Regions from separate parts of the Sus scrofa genome. Here regions 1, 2, 3, 4, 5 and 6 are each linked to region 7. A link is a contact called in public Hi-C and HiChIP or PLAC-seq data. All regions are on one chromosome and are shown on one strand. Each heading gives the region's core, a stretch centred on a gene start, on an enhancer-like site or on the middle of the called end of the contact. The rest is flanking DNA. Distances are from core to core; before and after follow the strand shown. Region 1 overlaps RAD51B (DNA repair protein RAD51 homolog 2). Region 2 overlaps RAD51B (DNA repair protein RAD51 homolog 2). Region 3 overlaps RAD51B (DNA repair protein RAD51 homolog 2). Region 4 overlaps RAD51B (DNA repair protein RAD51 homolog 2). Region 5 overlaps RAD51B (DNA repair protein RAD51 homolog 2). Region 6 overlaps RAD51B (DNA repair protein RAD51 homolog 2). Region 7 overlaps LOC100513604 (a long non-coding RNA gene).

Region 1 (3,773 bases), core at 447-2,946, 480 kb after region 7:
AGAATTAGTGCCAGGTTGGGAATCTGGAACCAGTTCCACTGACTGCTCCAGTTCCACCTGGCCACAAGCCTGATGCACCCTGGCCCAGGCTATACACTGTTCAGAACCCCTCCTTGGGGAGGTGAAATGCAGGCCCTGACAAAACTGAAAAGATCTGGGCAGCACCTTGCCAACACTGGTCATACAAATGTCTGCCTTCTCTCTTGTCATCCGTCTAAGTTGAATTTCACACTTTGGTTCTTTCCATTTTACCAATGAAGAATATACCACCAGTATCCAAACTGTCTCAATGAGACATGAAGAAAATGAATGAGAGATTACATAAACTCTATGGGTGAACGCCTAAAGAAAATGCCAGATTAGTCCAAGATGTTATTTATTATAAGGCCCCCCCAAGAGAAATGCTGCTGTTCCCTTTCAGAAAATGAACATTCACTTTTCGTCAAACTCTGAGATACAGTGACTTGTTTTAGTAGGATCAAAAAAAAAAAAAAAAAAAATCCATGTTTACTCAGCACGAGTAAAGCTCAAGTTTTACGTGGGGTCTAAAGAGCTACCAATGCTGGCAGGCCTAATTGTGTAAACATGAAAATGGTCTTTTTTTCCCTTTCTTTCTTTTTTTAAAAAAACAAAACAAAACAAAAGGAGCCATACATGCAGAGACAGTTGTGCTGGGCCAACGTGGGGTCTCCTGCAAAGATCAGATCATCCAAGAAGCCCGCTTTGATCTGACCAAAGACCGGTATTTAATCTCCTATGTGGGAGAAACTATAGTTCTTAGATTAATTACCCAGCCACAGATCTGCTGCCAAGCTGCTCCAAGCCTCTCTTCCTAATGTGAAATAAAGCGGCATTTACTTCAAACCATGTGGTAGAGCCAGCCTGTGCCAGAGAATATGCATTCCTTTTCCACTCATTTACAGAGACATAAAAGTTCAGGGCATCACTCATTCACGTGCATTTAGAGCGACGATCGGTCTCTATACCATTATTTCTTCTCAATTTGCTAGAGAGAGGACCAGGGGCTGACAGGGAGTGATTCTTGGAAAGAAACCCTGAAAATGAGAGGGAGTTAAGTTTCCATGGGAAGAGTTATCTTCTTGGTTGAAATGTACCACCTGAAAAGAGACAAAGACTGAAACTCTTGCAGGCGGAACCCCCGCAGAGTGCCATTAGCTGGCGTCCTGCAGAAAACCAGTTGGGTTCTGGCAACTGGATGACAGTGGCAGTAGGTGGGGAGAGGAAGTCATATTTAGAACCTATGGTTCCAGTGACATGGCTCCCATGCTCTGCAGGCAAGTGACCTCTATGGCCTGTCATGGGGACCAGAGGATCAAAACTTGGACTCGCTGGGCGATCCTGAATGAAGTTCTGACCCTTCCTGTAGGTCTATTGCCTCAACTAGGAAAACATAAATACACAGACCCACCCGCTTTGGTGCGAAATGAGGTTGCATCACCTTTTTGGCGCCATAATCAGGACGTGTCTTGTTAGTATTACACTACTGCTCTGTAGAATCAAGTGTGTGGAGGCTTCAGGCTTCCAATATATGAATGAACGCCAGTAAGCAAATGATCCACAGCCAAAGGTGAAATCAGATTCTCTGAAAAGAGGCGAGTATTTTAGGGCTGCCTTTCAAGAAGCTGCAGCCACACCCAATGACCAGGGTCTAAACGGAAGTGACTCAACACTGTTGGGCTGCATTTCTTTGGCTGGGCAGTACCTTGTCAACCATCTCCAAATGAGGCCTGCACAGGGTGAGGGATCTGAATGAGTGCACAGGGGTCAGAGGTCAGAGGGCTGGGGGGGCAGGGACAGAGAGCACACAATGGAGGAGGAGTAAACCAGGCAGTGGAACTGTCCTTTCATCAAATGCTGATTTTTCTCTGGGCAGAATGATTATGGGGATCTTATTGTCAGCACTCTTAGCCTGATCTTTCCAGACACTTCTCTGAAGAGTGAAGGACCCTGACCAAACCCTCCCCAGATCAGCAGTTGGGGAGGTGGAAGGAGGAATTTTAATTTTTTTTTTTTTTGTCTTTTGTCTTTTGTCTTTTTAGGGCCGTGCACATAGCATATGGAAGTTCCCTGGTTAGCGGTTGAATTAGAGCTGTAGCTGCCAACCTATACCACAGCCACAGCAATGCTGAATCCTTAACCCAGTGAGCAAGGCCAGGGATCGAACCTGCATCCTGATGGTGGCTAGTCAGATTCGTTTCCACTGAGCCACGACAAGAATGCTCAGGAAGGAGGAATTTTAAAAGCTGGTGATGTACGTAGAATTCTTAGTAGGGAGCTAGATTTCACTCCGCTGGCATGGAGCTCTCGCTAGAACCTAATCTCTGGCTGCCGGGCCTGGAGAAGCTACAGCCATTAGAGGCCACAGGGGGCTTCAGGCTTCTGGCTCCCTGATTTCAAAAGAGCCAAGGGAAAAAGGAGAAAACCAGTCACTAGGCATCCTGGTCAATGCCAGCTACTGTCACACCGTTCCGTACGCTTTCTATCCACGAAACCATTTCCCTCACTCCAGACCTATCCCCACCTCCACCCCCCAATCTCACTGACTGTCACTCAGCCTCCCATGGTTCTAGGGAAAGGGCAGGCCAAAAGCTAAGGATGCCTTTGTTTTCATCTCCGAGATAGGATGGCATGGGGTCCTGAGTGCCAAGGTACCAAGATAAGAGGGGTGCTCAAAATGCCCAGATGGCTGGAGAATGAAAACCCAGAGGACAAGAGCCAAGTTTGCACAGCAGACAAGGGCCGCTGTGGCCGGGGCTGGAAGTGGAGTCCTTGTCATCCACAGGCAGCAGCGGAACTAAAGGGAAGCCATCCCCCGACTCAGCTGTGGGAGTTGGGCAGCTTCCCAGCTGGAAGGGGCTCCCAAACACATCCCTGCGAGCTCCCAAGGAAAGACAGAGCTGCCTTAAAAACAACAAACAAAAAGGGCCGCTAATCAAGAGGAACTTTAGACTGAAGAACGAGATTCAGTCATCCTTCCAGAAAGACGCATGTCTGGGCCAGGGCCCAAGAGCATGACATTCAGCTGCTGTCCTCCTCTCTGGGGGCCCAAGTTCGGAGGCACTGAAAGGAGAAGAGATTCACAAAGGAGGCAGATGGAAAGCCCCCACATGCAGTGCAGTTTGCATACAGATATTAGACTTCACCAGGTAGAGGCAATCACAATTGTAATTGGCTGCTTGGAACTGAAAGAGTGGTTTTGAATAAGAAATCAGCAACGACCGCAAAACTCAGATCGTTCCCTTTCCTCCAAACTTTGAACGTTGTAGCCATTTGGGGGTTGATGCCCAGTGCTGGAAATCCTGGAACCACCCCAGTTTCTGACTCTTTGAGACACCCCCAGTAAGGGCTACTTCCGTGCTTGGTAAAACAAAGGTATGGCGCACAAATAGCCCAAAGGGCCACCCAAAGGGCCAAGCTTAAAACTTATAACCAGGTTATCTCGTTAACAATGGCTGCTCTCTTCATTTCCTCCCTAATACTTTCAATCCTATTCACAGTGCTTTTAGCAATATTCTATCTTCCATGAATTCTTCGGATAGAAAGGCTAGGACATCACCAGGGGACTCCAACAAAACAAGACACTGGAAGAGTGAACCCAGAACAGTAAAAGCTTGATAACGATGCTGGCAAAATCCATAGACTGTAAGGAAATGCTAAGAAGACATTCTGGTTGAACTGGGCTTTGAAAACTATTTTTCTAGAGTTAGGCTTTCCCCCCCACACACCCCGGAAAGTTGGCTCAGGGAAAAGAG
Region 2 (3,682 bases), core at 1,036-3,535, 320 kb after region 7:
TCCTCTGAGTAATGGCGGACGGCTACTCACTCCCTGCTGCCTCCCCTCCTGAGGATGTGGCCTCTGGAGAAGGGGGCGGGGAGGAGATGCTCCAATCCTCCATTCTGTCCCCCCCTGAGGCCCTCGGTCTAGTCCCTGTTCATCCCTTCTGGAAAGACCGCCAGCTGGTGACACCAGAGGTTCTGGAACTTTCTCACCACAGATTTCCCCCGCACTCCTGGGCAACCTTCCTCCTCCATACACGCCCTCCTTCCCCAAATCCCCCCAACCAGGCCTCCACGTGAGTACCCGCTTCTACCCTCCCTCCAAACTCATCCCCCAGAGGGAGAAGGAAGGAGCCTTCTCAATCTCTGGAAAAGGAAAACGCAGTGGAGGTGGCGTTGCTCTGTTGCACCCACTTCGGAAAAGACCGAACTGTGGGCTCCATGAAGTGCTGCTCCAGGCAGGAGGGAAGAGGCTCGGGGCCAGGCACGGTGGGCTGAAGCTGTTCCAGAGGGACCAAGGCAGGCAGGCCGGACACAAGTGCCCCCATCCCAGATCCAGCCTAGAAGAGGCCCCTAGAATGTTCCCTGGGAGCTACCGCCATCCAGCCAGAGAAGAAGCGCCTTAGAGGCGTCCACACTGGGCCCTGTTCCTCCCTGAATGAGGCTTCTTGCTGTTTCTCAGTTGCCAGGGAGGAGGTGGCTGCAAGGAAACCCTAGAATAGGCACCGCAGAGGCCAACACACTTTAAGCTTCGGATGCTCACAGGGGCCAGGCTTCCCACAAAGCCCCATGTTCTGCTCAGCACTTTGAGCAGACGTGTTGGCCTGTTTGTTCTTTCAGAAGCCGGGAGTGACTTGTTTCTGAAAGGTAGGCACTCCTCAGGTGGGTGGTCTTTGCATTTTCTGCATGCTTTGAGTCCCTTCCTCTTCTTTTCAGGACCACTGAGGGGTTTCGCATTCCCCTCTCCCAGCAGTGCTGCTTGGGGGTTTGGCTGCACAGCGCATCTGCGCTGGGTTTTCCCACAGGCCCCTGCAGAGGCAGCCCCGTTGTCTGCAGAAAGCCCTGGGGGGGCCCGTCGGGGGAGCGGGGCTGCAGCTGTGGGCCCCCGCCCTTCTGCAGCAGGCTTTGATCAGGTTTTGTGGGGGCTGCGTGCAGCCTGACCTCCCATCTCCAGCGTCTCTCAGGTGGAAAGTTCTGTTCAGCCTGTCTGTGGCTTCAAAGGCTCTCCCTCCTTCGGGCTGGGACGAGACTGATAATGGTTCTCATTTTGTTGTCGTCTGATCTCCCAGCAGCCCCCGTCTCTCCATTGACAGGCTTCTGCTTGTTTGCCTGGGCTGCTGTGGCCGGGCTCAAACCACCTTTCTGGTTGAGGAAGCACATTGACATCCTCTTCCATGGAGGCGCCTTTGATGGCTCAGACATGGCCTCCAGCCCAGACAAAGGTGACCAGGCCACGACAGCTGGGCACCTGGCAAATCAGACTCTGGGCACTGGGCAGGGCAGGCGTCTGAGAGGCCAAGGACTCTCTGAGCCTGTGCATCGGAGAGGAGGAACCCTCAGCGCCTCCCTGCCTGCCTCTGCGGTTGGAGCTGCAGGAAGGCCATGCTTTCTGCTCCAGTTCCCGGCAGGAATCCGGCTGGGGGGCCTGAAGGCACACACCGCCCCATGAACCTGGGCAGAGCATAGGAAAAAGGCCACGGACCCGAAGTTGAGCTGTTCACAGAGAACTTGAGCTATTCACTGTCTTGAGCCCTAGGCACCAAGCCAGCCAAAGTCGGGAAGTTCCTTTTGTGGCCTATTCTTTCCAAGTGTTGTGCCCTTACCGCCTCAGTTCTCAGCCTGGGGGGTAAACAACAGCTAAGGCAGCCACTCCAGAGTCCACTTCCGGCTCCCACCCCACACTGCTTCCAACCTTGTGCTCCGGCCTGAGTGAAAGGACCAGGGCTGGCGACCACGACGGGTGTCAGCATGTTTCAGATGGAGCCCTGCCTCACCAGAGGGCCATGCGCCTGGCCACGCGGTTGGGGTTAGGCTGCACATGGCCCTTCGGTTTCCTCATATTTAACATGAGGGTGGCCAAGGGCAACAGGAGCGGTCAGGAGAGCATCCTTCTTCCCCAGCCTGATAGCACAGTGCTCTTCCTTCCTTTTGATCGTACTCAAAACAACTCCTGCACTAGAACAATGAGCCCGGGAGGGCCAGAGGGAATTTATTATGCGGCTGTCCTGGGGCTCGGCCTTGCCTGCCTTTATCTCACACAGAGGTCTGCGTGGGAGGAAGTCTGGCAGGCCCCGGGGTCATCTCTGCCCCAGCTCTCCCTCCAATACAGAGCACTGGAAGGATGAGGAAGCAGCGGCCACGTTAGCCAGGCCTGGCCTAAGCCACAGCCAGCGGGGGGGGATCAGCCCAGATCTCCTAAAACTCTGATGGGGACTCTGTGAAAGGCAGGGGGACTCCCGGCATGGAGAGCCCGCCCAAGTCTAGCCAGCCTGCTTAGGACAGGCCTTTCTGGAGCCCTTCTCTTGGTCTGTTTCCTCTCTTCTTGGTCCTGGCTGTGGTTGGGGGGAGGGAGCTCTGTGGATGTGTCCTCTGTGTGTGGACTGTCCAGGATTCTCACTCGGCGGAAGCCACTTGGTTAGGAGTTTTGCCTACCCCTCCAACTTGGGGAGAGAGGAGAAAGGCTTGGGGCCTTGGGGCCTTGGGGCCGAGATGGGTCTCAGTTGTGACTAGATTTCCCCAGAAGTTGGATGTTTTGCTGTCCCTCTGCTGTGAGCAGGGTCTAACCTGGTCCTCTCAGCAACTTTAATCTCAGTTAATCTGTCATCCAACTTTAGTGGCAGTGCTGCTAATATACAAAAATCCACTTTTGCCATCCAGCCAGGCGCTGTGGGATGCTGTGGGACTCTGGGTCCACCATCTTTGTGAGGCTTGAACCTTCTGTAATTCTGTGGATTGAGTAAAGATAGACCTGGGCTCATTGGCTGAATGACCTTGAACAGGCTACAGGACCTCTCGGAACCTCAGCCTCCTCATCTGTGGAATGGGGATGTGAGTACTAACCTTGTAGGATTATTCTGAGGATCAAGGGAGATAATGTCCATAAACACATCTAGTATGTATTAAACCTTCTAGAAGTAGTGAGGTCATTACTAGTCCCACCGTTTAAAACAGGGGGGAGGAGTTTCCGTCGTGGCGCAGTGGTTAACAAGTCCGACTAGGACCCAGGAGGTTGCGGGTTCCATCCCTGGCCTTGCTCAGTGGGTTAAGGATCCGGCATTGCCGTGAGCTGTGGTGTAGGTCACAGACGCAGCTCGGATCCTGTGTTGCTGTGGCTGTGGCTGTGGCGTAGGCCAGCATCTACAGCTCTGATAAGACCCCTAGCCTGAGAACCTTCATGTGCCACGGGTGCAGCCATAGAAAGGACAAAATAAAATAAAATAAAATAAAATAAAATAAAATAAAATAAAATAGGCGGGAGTGTCTGATCTGACCCCAGACTCTGAGTAGCCGCCTTGAGTGAGCCGTGAGCCCTGCTCTCAGCCAGGAGGATCAAGCATGTGAGGGACACTGGAGGAAAGAGACCCACAGCGCAAAGTTAAGGAAGTTCACCTGGGACACCAGCAGCAGATCCAGGAATGAACTTGGTTTTCGAGACCACCAGATCCTCCCACCCTCCAGTCCCCCCACCTCTCTCTGTG
Region 3 (3,992 bases), core at 574-3,073, 410 kb after region 7:
CTGCCAAGCAAATCCCAGATTATTTCATGGAGTCTCAGGGCAGAGATGTGATTTGCTGAGGAAACACAACATGAGTTGGTGGCAGACTCAGGAAGGAGTCCAGAGGTCTGAGTCACCTCCCAGAGAGGGGCCAAATCCAAGTGGGGCTTTGCTGGACACCACGGACAGAGGGGCCTCTGGTGCCTAGGGTGTGCTCACATGTGTCCATGTGTATACACGTGCATCTGTGTGTGTGTGTGTGTTTGTGTGTGTATGTGTGAGAGAGAGGGAGAGGCAGAGGCAGGATGGGATGCTCTCGGGCCCATTGCTGAAGGTTACTGGAGGCTTACAAGTCATCATAGAGCGATGCTAGTCCAGGCACCACTGGTCCCCCTGGGAGCGGAAAGCCTGACAGTCAGTCCCCACAGACGGATGGACGGAGGCCTGGAGAAGGGACTAAGAAGAAGGGTTTGCGGAAGATGGGATGACAAAGAAGCCCATACACTTCCGGGGACAAAGCTGTATCCGCATAATTTCCTTAATATAACTTTGATCAGGAAAATCACTGTTCCAAATGACCTCTTGAACTCTCCCTACATCCTTGAGAGGAGGATGCTAAAATTCAGCCCTACCCCTGCCCAATGAGGAGGGAGCCCCAATCTTCTTGGCTCACTGTCCAGTTGGCCTACGGAGAGTTGCACAAGCTCCAAACATTCCTCTGGTTTGGATTTGCCTCGCTCTTCTTCCTTGGCCCAGAAAATGAGAGAGAACTGAACTCAGGACTGAGGGTCTGAAACAGCGAGGCATGAGTTTGCAGAAACTCTCCAGAATCATCATTTGGAAACATTCCCGCATGTCGGGCCCCCATAAACATCTCTCAGCTCACTCTCGGTGGGAGTAAAGACGTTACAAGGTGGCTCTAAATATATTTAGGGACCTGGTACGTTCACCTTTACCTGGGCTAGGTCTCCGTCTTCCCAGGAAGGAGGCTTTCACTACGGCCGTCCAGTCCCACGCTGCGTACTATGCCTACATCTGAGTGCCTGAGAAAATTCCCATGGGGCGGTGTAGTAAAAAAAGATCAACCACATGAAGATCCTGCCTTTTGATTTCCTTGCTTCATCCAAATTGCTCCCCAGGCGCTTTTAGATTTCGAGGCTCCCCTAATCACCCTTCTAACCAGCAGCCCCGCCACGGCATAGAAATTAATTTGTATAGCTCCTAAGTGAAATTATCCCTGGGGAGAGAAGATGCCCAAGGCTTTAACAATTACAACAGAACACAGCCTCGGAGTGAGAAGAGGAGACAAGTACACGCTGACATCCCGACTGAAACTCCAGGCTGAATCCGACAGAGAAGAATGTAATTCCCTTTCCTGGTTGGAGGGGACACCAAAGAAACCGGAGAAGTGGAATACCTATTAGGTCCCCACTAATCCTCCTCCTAAATTCAAAGCAGGGTTCCTCCCTGGAATTCATTTCTGAGTATTCTTAGTCGCCACTATTGTTCAACAGCTCAGTTGATAAGTGCTTGCAGCGCATAAGGCTTTCTACTGAGCTCACCCCTCCTCGTTCCCAGCCGCTCAAAGCACTTTACAAATATCACCTCATTATTCGTTATAACACTCCAGCGAGCCTGATCGGTGGAAAGGTTCATTATCTTCTCCTTACCAATAGGGGAAAGAGACAAAGGAAGAAGTGACTCGTTTAAGCCAACAAAGCAAGGCAGAACTGGAACTAAAACTCAGCCGTCCTCCTGACGTGCTGTGTGCACGTGAACTCCGCTCGCCTGCAAAGAGGTTCCGCTGACAGGGCAGGGTTTCCTAGCCACGGACGGTGTTGTAATCAGCAGGTCCACAGAACTGGGGCACTGGCTGGAGGGGAAGGGATGGCAGTCGAGATGGAGGAGCCCCATGTGAGGGGCCTTAAAGGGTTTGGACAAGTCACTTTGACTCCATGGAAGAAGGGTTTCCATTAGAGGATCTTAAGGGTTCCTTCCAGCTCTTAGACAATTAGTGAAGCCTGGAGTTCCTGTCATGGCTCAGTGGTTAACGAATCTGACTAAGAACCATGAAGTTGCGGGTTCGATCCCTGGCATTCCTTGGTGGGTTAAGGATCCGGTGTTACCGTGAGCCGTGGTGTAGGTGGCAGACTCGGCTTGGATCCCGTGTTGCTGTGGCTCTGGCATAGGCTTGGCAGCTACACCTCCGATTAGACCCCTCGCCTGGGAACCTCCATATGCTGAGGTGCAGCCCTAGAAAACGCAAAAAGAAAAAAAAAATTTAGTGAAGCCCTAGCTTCAGAAGAGGGGTTCTATTTTTTTCACCAGCCCTTTGTGACAATCTGAGATTCATTTTGCTTGTAAGCCTGAGATGGCATCCCTGTCTCTTTATAAGCATCTCTGTGTCATCCACAGTCCACCCCAAGGATAGTAGGGGACAAATCAGCTAGTAGGGACAGGTAGTCCTGGGGCACCAAGGCCAGGGACTGAAGAGGTGAAGGGAGGCTGGGAACAGAAAGAAGACTGGAAGAGTCAGAAAAAGAATTGGCAAATAACATTTTGAGCTGTGCCTGGGCCCTACCCATGGACACTCCTTACATTCCAAGGAACCTATGACAGGTCCTTCAAAGTTTAAGTAGGCTGTAAAGAAACAGAGTTTGCTTTGGTTTTTCTAAATACAGGCTTCACCTGTCAACCCTAAAATCCATGTGAGCAAGGCCCCAAGGTACCCTGGAGGGGTGGTTTTCCATTTAAACGGAATTTCATTTTAATTGAAATAACATTGATGTGCCTTCAAGTTAATTAAAACAGGATTTTACAGGTGGCTTCATAGTTTATAATTTGTGTTGCTTGAGCCAGATATGCCTAAGCCTTTAGAAAACCTGCAGTGTTTTATCTCTCTGATCTTTTACATTTTCTTTTCCTGAATGATGCTTTGATACTCATTGTTTGCCCCAAAGAGCGTTTGAGAGGGAGGACATTTAGTAGAATCAACACTTGTTTGCAGAAGCAGCCCCCACAACCAGAATAATGACCTTGGAAATAGTCTTGGGTGATGGGCTGATTACAATGACTGGATATAAAGGACTGACTGTGTAGCCGCCAGAAAGAAACACATTTTTGTAATATCTCAGTTGTTTCTATTGGCCTGGCCTTCCTTGCATTCACCATGGGAACTGAATCAACAAGTTTGTTTGCTTTTATTTCAGTGATTACAATGCATTCTTTTTTTTTTTTTTTTCCTTCACATACAGGGAAAAAGGAGTAAAGAACAAATGAAAGTCAAATGCTTGATGATCCAAAAGAAATGGGTATAATTTTATTTATCTTCAAGTTCAGCTGTAAAAGCGACTAGTTGCAAACTTTATTCCCTCTGCTCTCTCTGAGGACCTCAGCCTGACCTTGTGGAACCTTCTTTCTGGGAAATTAAAGAATTTCCAGGATTAGCTCAAGTTCTGAGGCTGCCAACTGTGACAATCTACAAAACTCTCTTAGGTAATGATTCAGACCCCTCTTCTGCTCCAGGCCAAGATGGTCCCTGATGAGTTGGAAATATTCTAATTTCCTGGACCTAGACCACAAGGCGAAGTGACCCTGGAAGAATTTCAGAAGGGCAAGTTCAACACGTCTGCATACTAAAGACTCAACAACTGATATACATGTAACAACAGAAATGTAATTGAACTTGAAAAGCAAGAATTAAGGGGTCATCAGAAACAAGTTTACAAAAGAACACCGGAAGGGAGGAAGGAAGGAGGAAAGAAGGCAGGGAGGGAGGGAGGAGGGGACCACAGGGAAGGGAAGGGGTGGGGAGGGAGGAGGAAGGGAAGGAGGAAGAGAGGGCAGAGAGAGAGAAAGAAAGCTTTATGAATTTAATAATAATTGGTCTCCACCACCTGATTCTGAAGGAAGTCATTTTCTGAACATCCCCTGATATGAACTTTTGAATTCTCCAGCAGAAGGCCAAGTTTCCAATGCTGATCGGATAAAATGCCAAATATCTCTCATCATTA
Region 4 (3,796 bases), core at 47-2,546, 460 kb after region 7:
AGTTCATCTCAGTGATATCCACAAGATTAAGTGACAATGATATGTGGGAACTGTCACTCTGCACCTTCCCTGAAGGTGGAAATATTAGCAAAATTAGAATTTTTTCATTGCAGGAATGGCTGCCCCTCTGTTTACTCAGCAATAAAACAAAGCCGGTGAGCCCTCCTTCTTTATTCTTACTCTATAAAAATGAAGTGGGGTGAGTGAGAGCAGGTGGAGATCCTAAACACCAAAGGTAGGAGAGTTATCCCCCACTTCCATTTATTTCCCCATCCAAATTCTGTTTTCTTAGACAGCCAGATATCATGGGCATCTCTGGCTATCCCATATAGATAAGATGGTGGTAAGATGATAAAAAGGGGAAAGAATGAAGGCTTATGTACTCTCCTTGGTAACTCACTCCAATGTTTCAACACTACCTGGAAGCTTTTTCTAATAAATATTTCTAAGTAAATACTATTGGTAAAACACTACTGAATACTATTCCTTTGCCAGGCACTATGTTCTATTCTTCCTAAAAGCATTTCCTTTTTTTTTTTTTTTTTTAACTCTTATGTAGACAAAGAAAAAGCTGGAGTCTTTTCTGTAAAAGATTATTATAAGGTCATATCTCAGCATTGTCTATGATAAACTACCCCAAGGCCTTGAAACATTCTTTATTTTGATGATTAAAATTATATATATTATACAAAATGACTATGCCATTCAATTGCTATCTTACTCTACTACTTTTCAACTATTACTACGTGGGAGAAGCGGATTTCCCAAGGGTCTAATTTTCTCAACATTTAAACTGATGCATATTTATAAGAGGGAGAACCAGGAACAGAGGACATTATACTCTGTGTTTGCCTTAGTGGCATCTGCAATGTTAAATCACCCCGACCTGTGGAAGTCGCTGCATCTCAGCTTCCTTACATGTGAAAAGATTGACAATCAAGCTGAAATCAAAAATAAAGCTTATCTGCTACTGACCCTGGGGGAGGATGGAGAGTGAAAATAAGGCAAGTGCAGAGAAACACTTTGAGATATCTGAGCAGCCTTCAGTCTGAAGTCACACAGGGCTGGACCCTTGGCAGCCATGTTTGAACCATGTGATCAGACTGGCAAAGGGCAGACATCACCCGTGCTAAGCCCATCCGCTCTCCCAGGAATTTATATTGAGAGATGCCGGCCAGCGGAACTGGTCAGCTGAACTGAGGACAGGTAAACTTAAGTACTGAGGAGGCTACCATGTGTGGACGTGGGCTTACTTAGCAGTGCAAGAGGCCAGCTGAGAAAGAGACAAAGGAGGAAGTATATCTAGAAAGAGAAGCAGAGGTCTGTGTCCACAAGTTTCAGAAGGGGGCTAGGCAAACAGGGAGGCACCTGGGGAGCAGGGACTTGCAGGCTGGCTCCTTGTCAGTGCTCTAGTTCCAGGCTCGGCTCTCTTTAGAAGCCCAGACAGATCTCATGCCCTTGGGCTCCGTAAGGTTCTCCTGCTTTCTTGTGGTGAATTTCTCTCTTTTTTGTTACGACAGTTTGGGTGGCTTTCAATTATTTTTAAACAAAGATTTCTAACCTTATTTGCCAATAAGGCCATGGTTCTCAATTCCGGTTGAGCATCAGAATGTCCTAAAGAGTTTTTGAAAACCCAAATACCCCTGCTCTGTTCCCAGCAGTTCTGGGATAGAACCCAGGCGGGTGAAATCTTTAAAAACTAAACCTGAGAACTACGGTTCATGGAGTGGCAACCAGTACGTAGCAGAAAGCTGGGCATCAAAAGAAAATGGACGTTCCAGATCAAGAGAACAATGGCAAAAAGGGAAGGAATAATAACCATAGGATGGAAGCATGGACACCACTTCTGCAAAGCTGCGTGCTGAAAGTGACTCATCGTGGCATGTGCTTCCACACTGAACAACCTGCGGTCAGCTTCAGCCCTCTCTCATGAAAGGGGTTCAGAGTATCTCGGGTAACTTCACATAACAAGAAACTATCCTCTGTAGCTTTAAATCTAAATCATTTTGGTATCTAGAAGCATTGAATCTTAAAAAACAACAACAACAAAAAAACGCATTATTTAGCTAGACAATTATAGGTTGTGATGGGCTAGGCAAGGCACAAATGAAAATAAGATGTGGGTGTGTGCAAAAGAGGCAATTAACTGGGAATTTGGTATCGAAATTCTCCCCTGCATTGGAAGAAATTGAGTCCAAAAGTGATTGTGTGCATCTGACAGTAAGATTAACACCCAAATTGTGGAATAAATTAGTAAGTAAAACTACAAATGAAATCACTCTCATAACTTTGACAAAGGAATTGAGCTCAAGTTTAGAGAGTAGAAGGTCTTTTTTGAGATAGATGAGAAAGATTACCGTAAGATGTGTAAAACTTTTTTTCAACCACTATTAAATCTTTTATAATATTATATATACAAACACATCTTTTGGAGTTCCCATCGTGGCTCAAACCCGACTAATACCCATGAGGATGAGGGTTCAATCCCTAGCCTTGCTCAGTGGGTTAAGGATCTGGTGTTGCCATGAGCTGTGGTGTAGGTCTCAGACTCGGCTTGGATCCTGAGTTGCTGTGGCTGTGGCGTAGGCCGGGCCCCGAGCTGGGAACCTCCATATGCCAAGGGTGCGGCCCTAAAAAGACAAAAAAAATTTTAAAAAATTAAGAAATAACTGGGTCCCCATGCTGTGCAGTGGCGGGGGGGGGGGAAGTGTGTTGGGGGAAATAACAATAAAAAATAATTTTTAAAAATGTATCTTTTAAGAAATACATCATTTGGTTAAGAGGCACTGGTAACAGGTATAGTTGGCTCTGCTGCAGACCCTGGGAATGAATTCTCCACCAGTGAATGGACTGATGTCTGAAAGCACATCAGGATTAATATACAACAACAGGAGTTTCAATAAACAGATGCAAAGAAAGTCTGATTTAGGACTTCGAAACTTCCTCTGTCTAACAGATACAGATTTGGCAGTGAGTAGAACTCTGTCGTCATCTCATGTTGACGTTCAAGGCACTTCTGTCAAAATGACTGTAGGAATTTGGGAGGCATTTCCTTCTGGAGAAACCTCAAGAAGCTGCTGGTGACTGACTGGAGAGCACCATGACAACCTGGGTATGGGACATTAAGACCCCATAAGGAATGAGTCCCCTGCTATGGTCACTTCATTGCTCAGGGTCCCCTGCCTATAGCCCCATGTGTACCAAAAGGGAAGAATAAGTGTTGAGTAAAATAGAAAATAGAATCACTACCATTCCTTTATGACATCATTCTGGACAAATAAATGATCTTACCTTTTTGAATTCTGCTTTCTTAACTACAAAACTGAGACTTCTCCAAGTCAAATACAAAGGAAGATCCTAATGACAGCTTTGAGAGATAGTTGTGTGGTTTAAGGGCAAAGATGGCAGAGTCCTAATTGAATATCCAGTTTCCTGAAGAGTTTGTTCTACAAATGATGTGGTAATAACAGCTAACGTTTGTTGAACACACATATCAGACACCATTCTCACCTATGACATTATTAACTCTTTCAACCCTCCTTATAGCCCCTGAAATAGGTTCTTCTACTCTGCTCACATTTACAGTCCACAGAAAGGTTACATAATAGCCAAGGTGAAGTATCCAGAAGAGACAGAGCCAGGATATACTCAGGCACCTGTAACTTCTAATAATCCCCCTCACCTCTCTGCTTCACTGCTTCATAGACTGTGCTGACCACCCAGAGGTTTCCCTCATTGCCTTCCAGTCTTTCCAAGCATTGCTGGCCTAATGGCCATTTCCATAACACTAAACCAG
Region 5 (3,740 bases), core at 145-2,644, 280 kb after region 7:
GTTAGGGGTCTAATCGGAGCTGTAGCCACCGGCCTACACCACAGCCACAGCAACTCGGGATCCAAGCCACGTCTGTGACCACAGCTCACGGCCACGCCAGATCCTTAACCCACTGAGCAAGGCCAGGGATCGAACCCGCAACCCCATGGTTCCTAGTCGGATTCGTTAACCACTGAGCCATGACGGGAACTCCCAGAGCAGCCCCTTTTAATCAACATTAAAGCAGGCTCTCTTTTGAGGGATACATGTTCTGATACTAGTTATTCTAGAAACGCTGGACCTTGGTTGTTAATGAAAGAAAGCCAATGAGAAAGGGGCAAAGGGAAAAGATGCTTTAAAAGAGGAAGGACATAGTAAACATTTCCCTAAGATGCTAAATCCATGACAAGTCAGGACTTTTAAAGACGTGAGGAAAAATAAACCACAGAGGGAGACAAAATTGTACAAAGGGGACTTGGTATACTAGGACATACTGATGTGCTGGTAAATTTCAGAGTGCCTTCCAAAGTATTGTTTGCTATTGATAATCATGCCAAAGCATGCCTGGCCCAATACTGAAAGATATCTTTCTCTTTAGACCAAGCCAGGACTGACTCTGAAAGCAGAGCCTGCGAGGAGATAAGGTTTTACCTCTTCTGAAGCATCCCTGGAGGCGTTGGTTGCCTTGCAACGTCTAGGATCCATCTCCCCTGCCAACCACACCCTATGTTCCTTTTGGGGGGATGATCTCTTCCCCACGGGATGGTCTGTGGATAGAGCTGGTTATCAGCGAGTGTGACCCAAGTTAGGGCCATCAGATGTCTCCTCAGGGGACTACGAGTTTTGAGCAGAGGGACCAAGAGAATGGAAACATGAGGGATGTCATCCCATCCCAATGGAACATCCTGACCAGACTTTTGTGACCTCTGCTGTGGTTCTCAAATTTCCTAGATTCTGGAGCTGGATTGCTTCTTGTCCATTTCTGACTGGTTTTCCAGTCTTCCCTTAAGCCCATGGGCCCCCTACACCCTTCTTTTCAACTCCCTTTGGCTTATGTTAGCCAGAGGTGTTTCTGTTGCTTACAACCAAAGAAGCTTCATGGACACAATGATACCAAAGCACCATAAGCCCTGACCTCCCGTCCAGTTTACCCAGTATTTATGGAGACCTTCCATATACCTTAACCTCAGAGAGTGTGTATCTCGCTAAAGGATATGATGCAGAGCCTTAGCACACAAACACCGGCACTAGCCCAGGTTTCTTCTGTCCTGTCACATGTAGTCGGTTTCTAAACTGCTGGAATGTTCGTTTCGTTTTTCATTTCATAATATGAGCAAGGCATAAAATGGCCAGATGACTCTCAGCACTTCAAAGGGCACTCCCAGAATGAGTATGTAGCTGGAGTCAGTATGACAGTGAGTCAGCCTGGTGAGCCTGCTGTAAGATCAATGTGTCAATATCACATGCTTAGAAACTAGGTTCCAATGCAACTGCCGGCCCTTGAATAAAGCGAGTGGAAAAGGCCCAGGGTTTGCCAGGTGGAACTAAAAATAACAAAGGAGGGAGATAAGCGGGGGAAGGTGGGGGGTGTGTGTGAAGATATGGAGGAAGGAAATGAAAAGAACTAGGAACTGACAGCAAAAAGGGCTTGGGTCATCATGAGAGGTGAATAAGACGATATGACATCAGGGGCAGCAAATCCCTAGACTAGCTTTTGAAATCGGTAGCAAGATTTATTGCTTAACGTTTAACCTCGTGGCTCTTACGTCACTTATCATCACCTGGGCTCTTATCTTGATAATGTTCTCTATGTCCGCCAAGCACAGGTAGGTGGGGGTAGTTTAGAGGTTGACAATACAGGGGCTCTAGGGCCAAACTACAGCTGGAGTGTGTTCCAACGTCTGCTTTGCCCCTTGCCAGCCCTATGTCCTTAGTGAGGCAAGTTGTTGAACACCTCTGTGCCCCAGTGTCCTGCTCTATTTAAGGGGGTGATATTAATAATACATATAAAGCACTTAGCACACCCTGGCACATTAGTGCTCCACAAATATTAGCGACCGTTATTCATTCCACAAATATGTATTGAGTGGCTATGATGTTCTGGTCCTTGGGATACGTCAGTGGACAATATAGATAATGATGCCTGCCCTCGTGAAGCTTACAGGCTAGTGTGGGTGGGAGCGAGGGCAGAGACAATCAAATAATGTTGGTGCTATTATTAATATCTGACCCAATGATTATCTGGCTCAATATCCACCTACCCCACCAAACTTTCTGGAACTCCTTTAAGTCCTTATTTCTCCTTTAAACATTCTGTTCATCTTGGTGCCTTTCACTGAAACCTATTTGGCCCTGAGGATGTGGTTTTTCTGATGGCACTCAAAAGTGGGTTAGGCTTTCTCTCTCACTGGCCACATATGCCAGAGCCTGAAGCTAGAGAAGCTAGTTTCCTTGATTCACTGCCACCTCCGCTCCCTTTCTCCTCCTCATCCTGTAAAAGCCACAGTGAATCCTCAGACTATAGGACTCTTCTCCCATCCACAACCTCCCCATCCCTCCTTTAGCGAACTCTGGAGCTCCTAACTCTCCCTTTTCCCTTTCACTCCTGTATCTGTCATCGTTCTTCACGACTGCAATAATCTTGGTCTCTGAGTTCCTTGGCTTTCTCACTTTCAGTGATCTGTTCCTCCACCTTCCTGAGCCACTTTAAAATGACCATAGCCTCGACCTTGTCATCACAACCTTTCAAGTCTAGATTTTATTTGTCATGGGATCCAACCACCAGTTTTTTCTTTCCAGTTAACTTTTTCTAGTATTTCTCCTCCATCAAATAAGATCACTTGCTCGTTTTTTTTTTTTTGTTGTTGTTGTTGTTTTTGTTTTTGTTCTGTTTTGTTTTTAGTTTTGTTTTGTTTCCCTTTGTTTTGTTCTATTTATCACCTTCTCTCATACCCTTGCTTTTCTCTTTACCCATCATCAATTTTATGGTCCATTATCCTAAACTCTGCCCAACACACGTCCTCTACTTGTCTGCCCCTCTCTCTTCTTGCCAAACTTGTCTAGCGCAACCACAGTGAATTAAACCCAACAACTGAAGAAAATAATACACTGGGCTGACTGATCGCGTTTGAAATCTACAACTACTGCAGCTCTCAAATGAGTACTTTATATTGTCCAGAAATCCTACATTGTGTCCCTAGTAAGTTCATTCTCATTTTTCTGAGATCACTCTTCATATTTCTTCTCCCTCTCAAGCCTTCAATGATCACCTTCTTTCAGCCGATGATCTCAACTCTTGTCTCACTGAGAAATAGAAATAGACAGATACTCTTTCATCTCCCCCTAGTGACATCTGCAGAAGTACGGTGTAGTATGCTTCCCTCCCATTACAATGGAAGTGTCCCTTTTCCTATCAAAGTCCCCCTCCCCCACTTGTGTTTTGGAGCCCATCTTCTCTTGATGTCTCAAGGACTTGGTTTCCAAGGTCACCCACCTCTCTGATCTGCGTCATCAGCTTCTTCCACACCACTGAGTCATCCTATTAGCATCAGCAACGCAGTGTCCAGGTATGTCTCATCTTTAAAAATCTTCCCTTCTGATACAGCCTTCTACTCTACCTATCATCCTATTCTCTCACTCCCTTCTAATTAGTTTTACCTTGTGTGTATGAAATGTTGTTGACTTTTCAGACTTTTATAAAAAATGCTTATTTTATTTATTTTAGCCAAGCCCATGGCATGCAGAAGTTCCTGGCCAGGGAT
Region 6 (3,819 bases), core at 710-3,209, 340 kb after region 7:
GGAAAAGTTGCATGGCTTAGAGGGAATTTGAATCATGTCTGGTAACAAGGGAGGAAATGGAGGCAGAAGGGCATATTTCCAGAAGCCCTTTCACACAAAGCATGGTGGGCCTGGGCAACTCAAAGTGAGTTGTTCTAACTTAGATGTACTATTGAAATCAGGCCATGGCTCCCTTTAGCTGATATCCTTTCTCAGAGTTATTAGTACCTGATAGCTTCATGGGAAAAGTACCCAGAGTTAACTGATTTCCCTGCCCACTCGTCTCTTCCAAAAAGGTCACCTGTGGACTAAAATGGACTGCAAAACTATTTGGTCTTCCACCCTCAACATGACTCCATAGGTCTTTGTTAGATGCCCAGTAATCCAAGGGAAAGTACCAAGTGTGGGTGTGAAAGGAGGAGGCACTTGCCAGGGCACTAGGTCTATGATATATGGCAGACACTCCAAGGGTTCACCAACATCTAGTTCTCCTTCCTTTCTGAATACAGGGGAGGGTTCCGACTACTCCATGGGGTTGGGAGCGGATGCATGACCGCTTGGCCATGAGAGAGGTGATGTGTGTTGTTTCTTGGAAGAAGCACTAAAATGCCATTACACAGCCCCCTTTTCTCTCCTCTCCTACAACAGCAAGTGTGGGAGTGCACATTGATACTGAAATGAAGTCTGAAACATCACACAGAGGACAGCCTCCCCGGAGGGTCTCTCACACATGCACAGACCTGGCTTTAAGTCACTGAGCTTTCAAGGACTTGTTTGTTTAAGCAGCAAAACCAAGTCTGTCCTGACTTAATGTCCACACTTTATTGGTCTTCTCTCCTCCCAGTTCTATTAGGAATTCTGGAGCACTCAGACTGCATCTGAACCCCACCTTCACTAAAATTCAGAGAAGGCAATGTGCTTTCTCTCACACTTAGTGTATTCGTCTAAGAAGCATTGGATGGATCGCTTCCTTCCATTTGAGCAAAAGAGGCTGCTGTTGAAATCTGCAGTGGAATAAAGGAAGTCCTTTACAGCCATAGGACAAAAGTGATGATGACAATATTAAAACCAAAGTTTGGGGGAAAAGGACATTCCCCAGTGGGTCTAAGATGATTTTTAGATCAAAATCTAATATTTTGCACTTCCACTTGCCTTCAATCACTTCTCCTCCATTACCTACTCCTCATTGCCCATCCCCAGAATTCTCACTTGGCGGTGGCCCTGGTTTTGCTGGATAAGCTTCTACAATCCCATCTCTGATTAGTAACTTGCTTATAACATACAACTAAAAGACAATGGGCGTGGAGTTGGGTACTTCTAGGTTAATTCAGAAGTGTTCACCTGTGGACTGATACGGAACACACACTTTTGAATCTTTACCAGGACTGCAGCACATCAACAGATGCACTTAGGGAGACAAAAGTTGGACTTTGCCATGATATGTACGCACATCCCAAGAAATCACTGCATAGCAGCGTCCAAGTTCAATAAAAGTAATTAACAATTTAAGATGCCTCACTAGAATTCCATGGGTGGTACCAGTTTGGCAGAGTTTCAACGCATGAATGCCACATGTGTCTTCTCTGCGAACATTCCCTGGGGCACTTTCCTGTGCAGGTATCTTCATTTTTAATAGCGGTGAAAAGAGAAGGCGGTGATGGACCCTCTACAGCCACTTCTCTCACTGGAAGATCAAACCACCTGTATTACTCTGGTGACTCTTTTGTGTGGAAAATACTGAGTTCCTATGATGTATAGTATTGTGCTGAGTACTTTAGCGAGGATGATGAAGAGAGGCTGTAATCTATATGAGCAGAAATACTACAGGGGTGAGGGGGAGAGAGGAAGGAGCAAGACTGTCTGGGTTTAAGGTCACATTCCATCACTATCTAGCAAGAGACTGAACTTTTCTGGCCTCGTTCGTCATCTGTGAAAGAGGAAGTCCCACTTGTGAGACTGAGAGGATGAGATGAGCCAAAGCACATACAGTGTGTGTGTGAGACACTGTGACACAGAGTATCGGCACAATGCTGAGGTCCCATCCTGGCAGCCTGGTTTGTGGTGAAAGGCCTGGTGACCTTGGAGCAGGAGGGCACAGGGATTGAGGTGTCTGTCAATCACTAGCTGTAGCACACTGTCTTACAGTTCCTGGGGGCGGGGGGAAAGAGCCTCAAGACAGGAGCCATTTAATCTTTGACATTCGAGATCAGGATCTGTTTTCCTCATATGGTTCTCAGACACTCCTGAGCGCCCTGTTTTAATGTGTGAACTGCTTAGCGTTTCTTTCTTGGTGGACAGCTAAAGTGGAGAGACTGAATTAGCAGTTACAGAGAACAAGATATCTGTCTCAACTTCCCAAATAGTCCCTGGCTATTGGAAATTAGCCAACTCATCTTCAAGAATTCATGGGAAATGTACATTTAATCAGCTGCAAAAATTCAGCTTGGTTTTCACAAATGTTCCATTGAAGACCACAAGCTCTCAAAAGGCACCTCAGTCAGAGGGAGACAAATGACCACAGTCTGGAAACTCTGTAGCCCCCACCTCTTCCAGGTCCATCAAAATCGTTCTCACCCTCCAATGCCCAGCTCTCCAGGAACACCTTCCCTGATTGACTCCAGCTGGATAAAATGTTCCCCCTTTGGTCCTTGTAGCCTGTGGCTTGGGTGGACATCTATATTTTATTCTGCTTTATATTATAGTTAGGAGAACGTAAGTCTTTTCCATTCCCTGTAATACACTGCCCATCACTTTTCTTTTCCTTTTTTTAGCTTTGCCTCGGCATTTGGTATATGTTCAACAAATTTTGAGTTGTTATAGGACTTTGTCATTCTTCACTGCCTGATACCTACTTTGTGTACAGTGCTCTTTTGGGCACTGACAGGAAAATAAGCTAGGATAAGTCTAGCCTCCAAGGCATTTAAAAACTTCTGAAGGGGGAGCAGGTACAGTGTGATTTACAGAGGACATCTTGAAGGTCACCAACAATTTGGGTCAAAGAGGTCCCAATGCCCAAGGCTGGGAAGATTCCATGCCTGGCTTTGAAGGGGCAGATTCCCCAGGCCTTGCACTGAACCCAGCCTCGAAGCTTCAGCTGGAAACCTATGGCAGTAGGAGGGGTTGGCTGGGTGTTCTGCTGGAAACAGATGAAATTATCCCATGGGTCACCAATTGATTTATTTGCTAATTGACTGGCCCAGCCTCGGGCTTTAAATCCAAAGAAATCATTTCATCCTTTATTAAATACTGCATGAATCTCACTCTTTGTTCTGCAGGGCCCTACACAATATACCAGTGAAACTTGAATTTACACCACAATAGGTGTACCGCTAATGACCTTCCAAATGCCACTAATACCATACATGTTCCGCTTCTCAGTTGGATCCGAACCTGTCAGTGAATTCTGAGCCCGTCGACCTCCCTCTGACACGAGAGCAGACCCACGCCCATGCCCGCCCCCAGCGCCCCCATCTTTCCATGATTTCATTTCTGAATCAGTTATTCTTTGGAGACCCCAATTCCTTTACACCTACTCTTTTTATTTGGTGGACAATACTTTATTCGGAAATGTTCCCTCCTGTAATTACAAATCCTGTTAGTCATCCTCCTCCTCTCCCCAGGGGGATTGTGGGCTTTAATTAATTAATGTGGTTAAACTGCTTTGAGGTGCCTAGTTGAAAGGTGCTATATAAGTGCAAATTATTATTATTATGGCTGTTGCCATCCCATGGAGGCAAAGCCTTCAGCCCCATGCATCTAGAGACCTGAACAAAGGCCTCTTCATCTTTACCTTCCCTGCTAGGCCTGAGACGGGCAGACTCAATGGTAAGGGAGGGAGGG
Region 7 (3,493 bases), core at 805-3,304:
GGCCGACCCCACCCCGGCCCGCCGTGCTGTTCGGCGGACTGGCCACTGGAGGGCAGTGCGACCACGTCCATCGCGCCCCTGCTCGGGCCGCAGGCGGGAGCAGCCCTCGGAGCAGCCGGGGAAGGCGGCTGCGGTGGCTTCAGCCAGGAGAGAAGACATCGAAAGGGATCGCGGCCCAGGCTGCGGCCTCAGCTCACCGGCCTCAGACGTTCTCAAAGGCCAAAGGGGCCCCGCCGGCGTGCACCTGCGGCCCGGGTATCGCCGAGGGGTATCGCCGGGTATCGCCAAGACCCGGCCAGCCGCCTGCAAGGTTCGGAGTTTGGTTCGCTAGGAGCCCGGAGGCCCCGGAGGAGTGCCAGCCGCGCAGGGGAGGAGAGGCTGTCAGGCCGCAGAGGGCAGAGCGCCAGGAGGGCGGCGAGACCTTGACCGCCTCCCCAGAGGCAAAGGGCAGCCTCCCGCGTGACCCCCTCCGAAGTGCAAAACAAGTCGCCATCTTGGCGGCGCCTTAACCCCCTCGTGGCCGCGGGCCCTGCCGGGCTAGGGAGCAGGGTGGGGTTGGAAGCTGCGATGCCAAGGGGCTGGGGATGATTTCCAAGAACTTCAAGAAAACCCTGAAGCCTGGCACCTCCCCGGGAGCTTTTGTAAGGGAATTGGCTTTATTCCAGTCCGCTCCTTTCTTCTTGCCTCATAGGCCAGGAGCAGAAAGCCGCGGGCAGCAGACGTAGCTGCTAGTGGTCATCAGGTGTTTGGGGCAAGCTGAGCGCCTGGATCCCAGACAAGCGTGTATCCAAGTGTCCTATGGTGTTGCTCACAGCATGCAGTGCAGCTTCTTCACAGGCTGCCAGTCTCCAAGCCGGGTCAAGGACAAGCAGGCTGGAGCAGAATCCAAGTAGTCACCCCTTTCAGGCCCTCTCCACGTGAGGACTTTGCCATTCAAGGAGCCAGAGGACTTGCTGGGCCCGCTGCCCCTGTGGTCTTATACCTGATCTGGTTCATACATTGATCTTGGCTCTCTGTGATTGGGTACTTCTCAGCTTCCAGAATATTCTTGCTTCTAAATATCAGCCCTTCAAGGTCCAGCTTAAATATCAGCTCCACCAGGAAGCCTTCCTCCATACTCCCCTCTTTGTTTTCAGCAGCGCCTGTCTTTTCCGTCCCTGCCCACCTGTAGTGCCAGTTGGCCTCTGCTGTGGAACTCTCCTCTTTTCTTCTCTGCACCCTCCCCCCACTGAATTGTGGGCACCTGGAGGGTGGGGACAGTGTGACGGTGGTCTTTGCATCCCCCATGGTGCCTTGCACAAGTGGGTCATTCCAGAAAGGGTGGTTGCAAGAGAATCATGAAATTATTGAATGGGTTTTGGTGTTGTAAACAACTTCCCAAACATTTTGAACCTTGAGCAAAGAAACATGTAATGGTGTTTTCTTAAGCCCTGTCATGGAATCCTTTTGTGTGTTTAATTGCTTTGTTATTTTTAATGGAAACGTCTGGGTGCCATAGGAACAAAAACCATGGGTCCAAGCTCTACCAAGGGGACGAACCACAGGGCTCCACACTGTGTGGCCTTGGGGTCGGAGCCTGTGACATGGGATGGCAGGCAGCAGGCCAGTCCCCAAGGAGCAGCCAGCCAAGGAAGGCCTGTGCCTCTGGCTGGGTTTGAGGTCATGATTTCAGGCTGAGATCTCAGGATGAGGTAGAAAAGAAGGTGCCTGGAGAGTCTTGGAGAAGGCCAAAGCTCAAGGAAGACTCTTTTTTTTCTTTTCCTTTTAAAAGAAAAAGCCAGCGTGCCCCATGAAGGACTCCAGAAAACCCCTTTCATGCCTCACTCACAGATGATTTGCTGAAGGCTCATTAAGGGGAAAACAAAGAGGTGGTTTTGTTTATTTATTTAAGAGGAAAAATAAATGAGCTGTGACAAAACAATTTGAAATCAGGCCCCTCTGAGACCTGGGCTTTCACTTCCTTGATGGGAAGTAAAACAGAGAATCGAATCCCCCTCCAAATAAAAGTGAAGTTAATAATCAGACAGCTCGAGCCCTGGCCACATCCTGTGGCAGCTCCCTCCCTCCCTCGGCTCACTGTTTATAGCTGCAGAGCCGCCCTCGGGAGCCCAAAGTGGCTTAACTCTTTCCTCCCCATCCCTCTGCATCCCAGGGAAGCCCAGCGCTGCTCTGAGGCTGGCAGGCTCCTCACACCCTCTGGTGCAGGCCTGGCCTCTGCAAGCTGGCCTTCCCCAGGCCTGCCCAGGGACAGGGGGCTGGAGAGGGGGTGTGCTGTCCCTACAGGACGGCCAGCCTGCCTCTCAGCCTCTGGCTGAAGAGTTTTAACAAGCCCAGCTTAGATCTGAGTGGTGTCTTCTGCTTGTCCTGCACAAAACCCACAGTGGGCTCAGGAGGGCTGGACTGGGTACCTCCTTCCTGCTCCACCTCTCCAGGGACACCCTAGTGAAACCCACTCCAGACACAGGGCCTCTGCTCCAGGCAGCCTCCACAGCCCGATGGGCTCTGTGAACTGCATTCTGATGGAAAGAAGCCCAGACCTTTGGGGCTTTGGGCTGTGCTGTGAGCAGCGCTCTGCCTGGTTCTAAGCTGCGGTCTACGAACATTTGAACATGTGAAGGCCTTTTCTTCAAATGCTTTCCCACACTGTAACTCACTGCTCTTGGAAGCAGTTGTTACCCTCATTTTACAGAACAGGAAATGGGGGCACAGAGGGTTAAGTACCTGCCCGGTGTCACAGAGCTGGTAAATAGCTGAGCTGGGATTTGAACCCAAGCATTGTGGCTCCAAAGCCACGGCTCCTAGCCCAGCACTCAAGGTCTCCCCACAGAGACTGCTTTCTCCCCTGGAGCTGGGGGTGGGGGGCTTTCTGCAAGCTTGGAATAATCCCACACTTGGATTTCAAAGGTCCCCAAGCCTAAGGACTTTTGAGAACCTTAGAACTTTGTCTTGGGCTCCCCCACCCCGCTTTCTGTTTCTTGCTTGGGATGAAGGCACAGAAAACATGCCCAGGGGTTCAGTGGGTGGTGGAATGAGCAGATGTGCAGCAGGCGAGGACGAGACAAACCTTTCATCTGCTTGGGAGGAGGTTCTAGAGCAAGAACCCAAAGAAAGTAGACCTGGACTCCTCTCCAGTCCCTGCCAGCCCTGTAGCCTGTGGGTCCCTCACCTGAAGTCACACTGGCTTCCGGCTGAAGCTTGTCTTGCAGGAAGCTACTCACAGTTGCCTGTGGGCAAGTGGCAAAAACTTATGAGCTGGCTCAGTGGGCAGTCTGCCTCTCTGGGGTCTCTCCCTCTGCATGCCCTGGCTACTTAGCTTTGTTTTTGGAAGCATGTCTGTTGCCAAGTCCCCTTTGGTGGGTGCCTCTGACCCTGGAGGGTGTATTGTGCTGCCCCCTGGTGTCTGGAGGCCATCATGCCTGCTCTACTGCTTAGTGCTCCAGAAGCTCCCTTTGCTCAGGGCCTGCTGGGCACCCTGAATGGCTTGCCCCCACCT

The links. Hi-C and Micro-C count contacts between places; a contact is called where the count stands out from the background. HiChIP or PLAC-seq counts read pairs in DNA pulled down with a chosen protein or histone mark.
Region 1: a Hi-C map of liver shows a contact between it and region 7, with 1.7 times the contacts expected there. The contact joins two enhancer-like sites. A contact is called at or near these places in 4 of 47 Hi-C or Micro-C datasets (embryonic fibroblasts, heart right ventricle, liver and 1 more) and 2 of 2 datasets of contacts at active chromatin or transcription factors (alveolar macrophages and skeletal muscle).
Region 2: a contact with region 7 is called in an H3K27ac HiChIP or PLAC-seq map of alveolar macrophages. The contact joins two enhancer-like sites. A contact is called at or near these places in 2 of 2 datasets of contacts at active chromatin or transcription factors (alveolar macrophages and skeletal muscle).
Region 3: a contact with region 7 is called in an H3K27ac HiChIP or PLAC-seq map of alveolar macrophages. The contact joins two enhancer-like sites. A contact is called at or near these places in 2 of 47 Hi-C or Micro-C datasets (embryonic fibroblasts and skeletal muscle) and 2 of 2 datasets of contacts at active chromatin or transcription factors (alveolar macrophages and skeletal muscle).
Region 4: a contact with region 7 is called in an H3K27ac HiChIP or PLAC-seq map of alveolar macrophages. The contact joins two enhancer-like sites. A contact is called at or near these places in 2 of 2 datasets of contacts at active chromatin or transcription factors (alveolar macrophages and skeletal muscle).
Region 5: an H3K27ac HiChIP or PLAC-seq map of alveolar macrophages shows a contact between it and region 7. The contact joins two enhancer-like sites. A contact is called at or near these places in 6 of 47 Hi-C or Micro-C datasets (alveolar macrophages, liver, psoas muscle and 1 more) and 2 of 2 datasets of contacts at active chromatin or transcription factors (alveolar macrophages and skeletal muscle).
Region 6: a contact with region 7 is called in an H3K27ac HiChIP or PLAC-seq map of alveolar macrophages. The contact joins two enhancer-like sites. A contact is called at or near these places in 1 of 47 Hi-C or Micro-C datasets (embryonic fibroblasts) and 1 of 2 datasets of contacts at active chromatin or transcription factors (alveolar macrophages).

The regions. Positions count from the first base shown.
Region 1 is chr7:92,035,179-92,038,951 of Sscrofa11.1, reverse strand. All of the region lies in intron 9 of RAD51B (DNA repair protein RAD51 homolog 2), which reads right to left. Among named protein-coding and RNA genes, the nearest start is that of RAD51B, 440 kb to the right of the region's middle. Within about 2 kb of position 1,696, at least 23 of the 83 cell types and tissues checked have an H3K27ac peak or open chromatin away from gene starts, as enhancers often do. A contact at or near this core is called in alveolar macrophages and liver, where this site is marked.
Region 2 is chr7:92,194,859-92,198,540 of Sscrofa11.1, reverse strand. All of the region lies in intron 11 of RAD51B (DNA repair protein RAD51 homolog 2), which reads right to left. Among named protein-coding and RNA genes, the nearest start is that of ZFP36L1, 300 kb to the left of the region's middle. Within about 2 kb of position 2,285, at least 31 of the 83 cell types and tissues checked have an H3K27ac peak or open chromatin away from gene starts, as enhancers often do. A contact at or near this core is called in alveolar macrophages, where this site is marked.
Region 3 is chr7:92,102,997-92,106,988 of Sscrofa11.1, reverse strand. All of the region lies in intron 9 of RAD51B (DNA repair protein RAD51 homolog 2), which reads right to left. It overlaps LOC106507734 (a long non-coding RNA gene), which reads left to right. Exons shown (of 3, transcript XR_002346146.1): 2 at 3,234-3,992. Among named protein-coding and RNA genes, the nearest start is that of ZFP36L1, 390 kb to the left of the region's middle. Within about 2 kb of position 1,823, at least 32 of the 83 cell types and tissues checked have an H3K27ac peak or open chromatin away from gene starts, as enhancers often do. A contact at or near this core is called in alveolar macrophages, where this site is marked.
Region 4 is chr7:92,057,376-92,061,171 of Sscrofa11.1, reverse strand. The region is part of intron 9 of RAD51B (DNA repair protein RAD51 homolog 2); the gene reads right to left. Among named protein-coding and RNA genes, the nearest start is that of ZFP36L1, 440 kb to the left of the region's middle. Within about 2 kb of position 1,296, at least 5 of the 83 cell types and tissues checked have an H3K27ac peak or open chromatin away from gene starts, as enhancers often do. A contact at or near this core is called in alveolar macrophages, where this site is marked.
Region 5 is chr7:92,230,330-92,234,069 of Sscrofa11.1, reverse strand. All of the region lies in intron 11 of RAD51B (DNA repair protein RAD51 homolog 2), which reads right to left. Among named protein-coding and RNA genes, the nearest start is that of ZFP36L1, 260 kb to the left of the region's middle. Within about 2 kb of position 1,394, at least 25 of the 83 cell types and tissues checked have an H3K27ac peak or open chromatin away from gene starts, as enhancers often do. A contact at or near this core is called in alveolar macrophages and liver, where this site is marked.
Region 6 is chr7:92,175,676-92,179,494 of Sscrofa11.1, reverse strand. All of the region lies in intron 11 of RAD51B (DNA repair protein RAD51 homolog 2), which reads right to left. Among named protein-coding and RNA genes, the nearest start is that of ZFP36L1, 320 kb to the left of the region's middle. Within about 2 kb of position 1,959, at least 11 of the 83 cell types and tissues checked have an H3K27ac peak or open chromatin away from gene starts, as enhancers often do. A contact at or near this core is called in alveolar macrophages, where this site is marked.
Region 7 is chr7:92,514,467-92,517,959 of Sscrofa11.1, reverse strand. It overlaps LOC100513604 (a long non-coding RNA gene), which reads left to right. Exons shown (of 2, transcript XR_002345988.1): 1 at 1-310; 2 at 692-1,456. Among named protein-coding and RNA genes, the nearest start is that of ZFP36L1, 20 kb to the right of the region's middle. Within about 2 kb of position 2,054, at least 42 of the 83 cell types and tissues checked have an H3K27ac peak or open chromatin away from gene starts, as enhancers often do. A contact at or near this core is called in alveolar macrophages and liver, where this site is marked.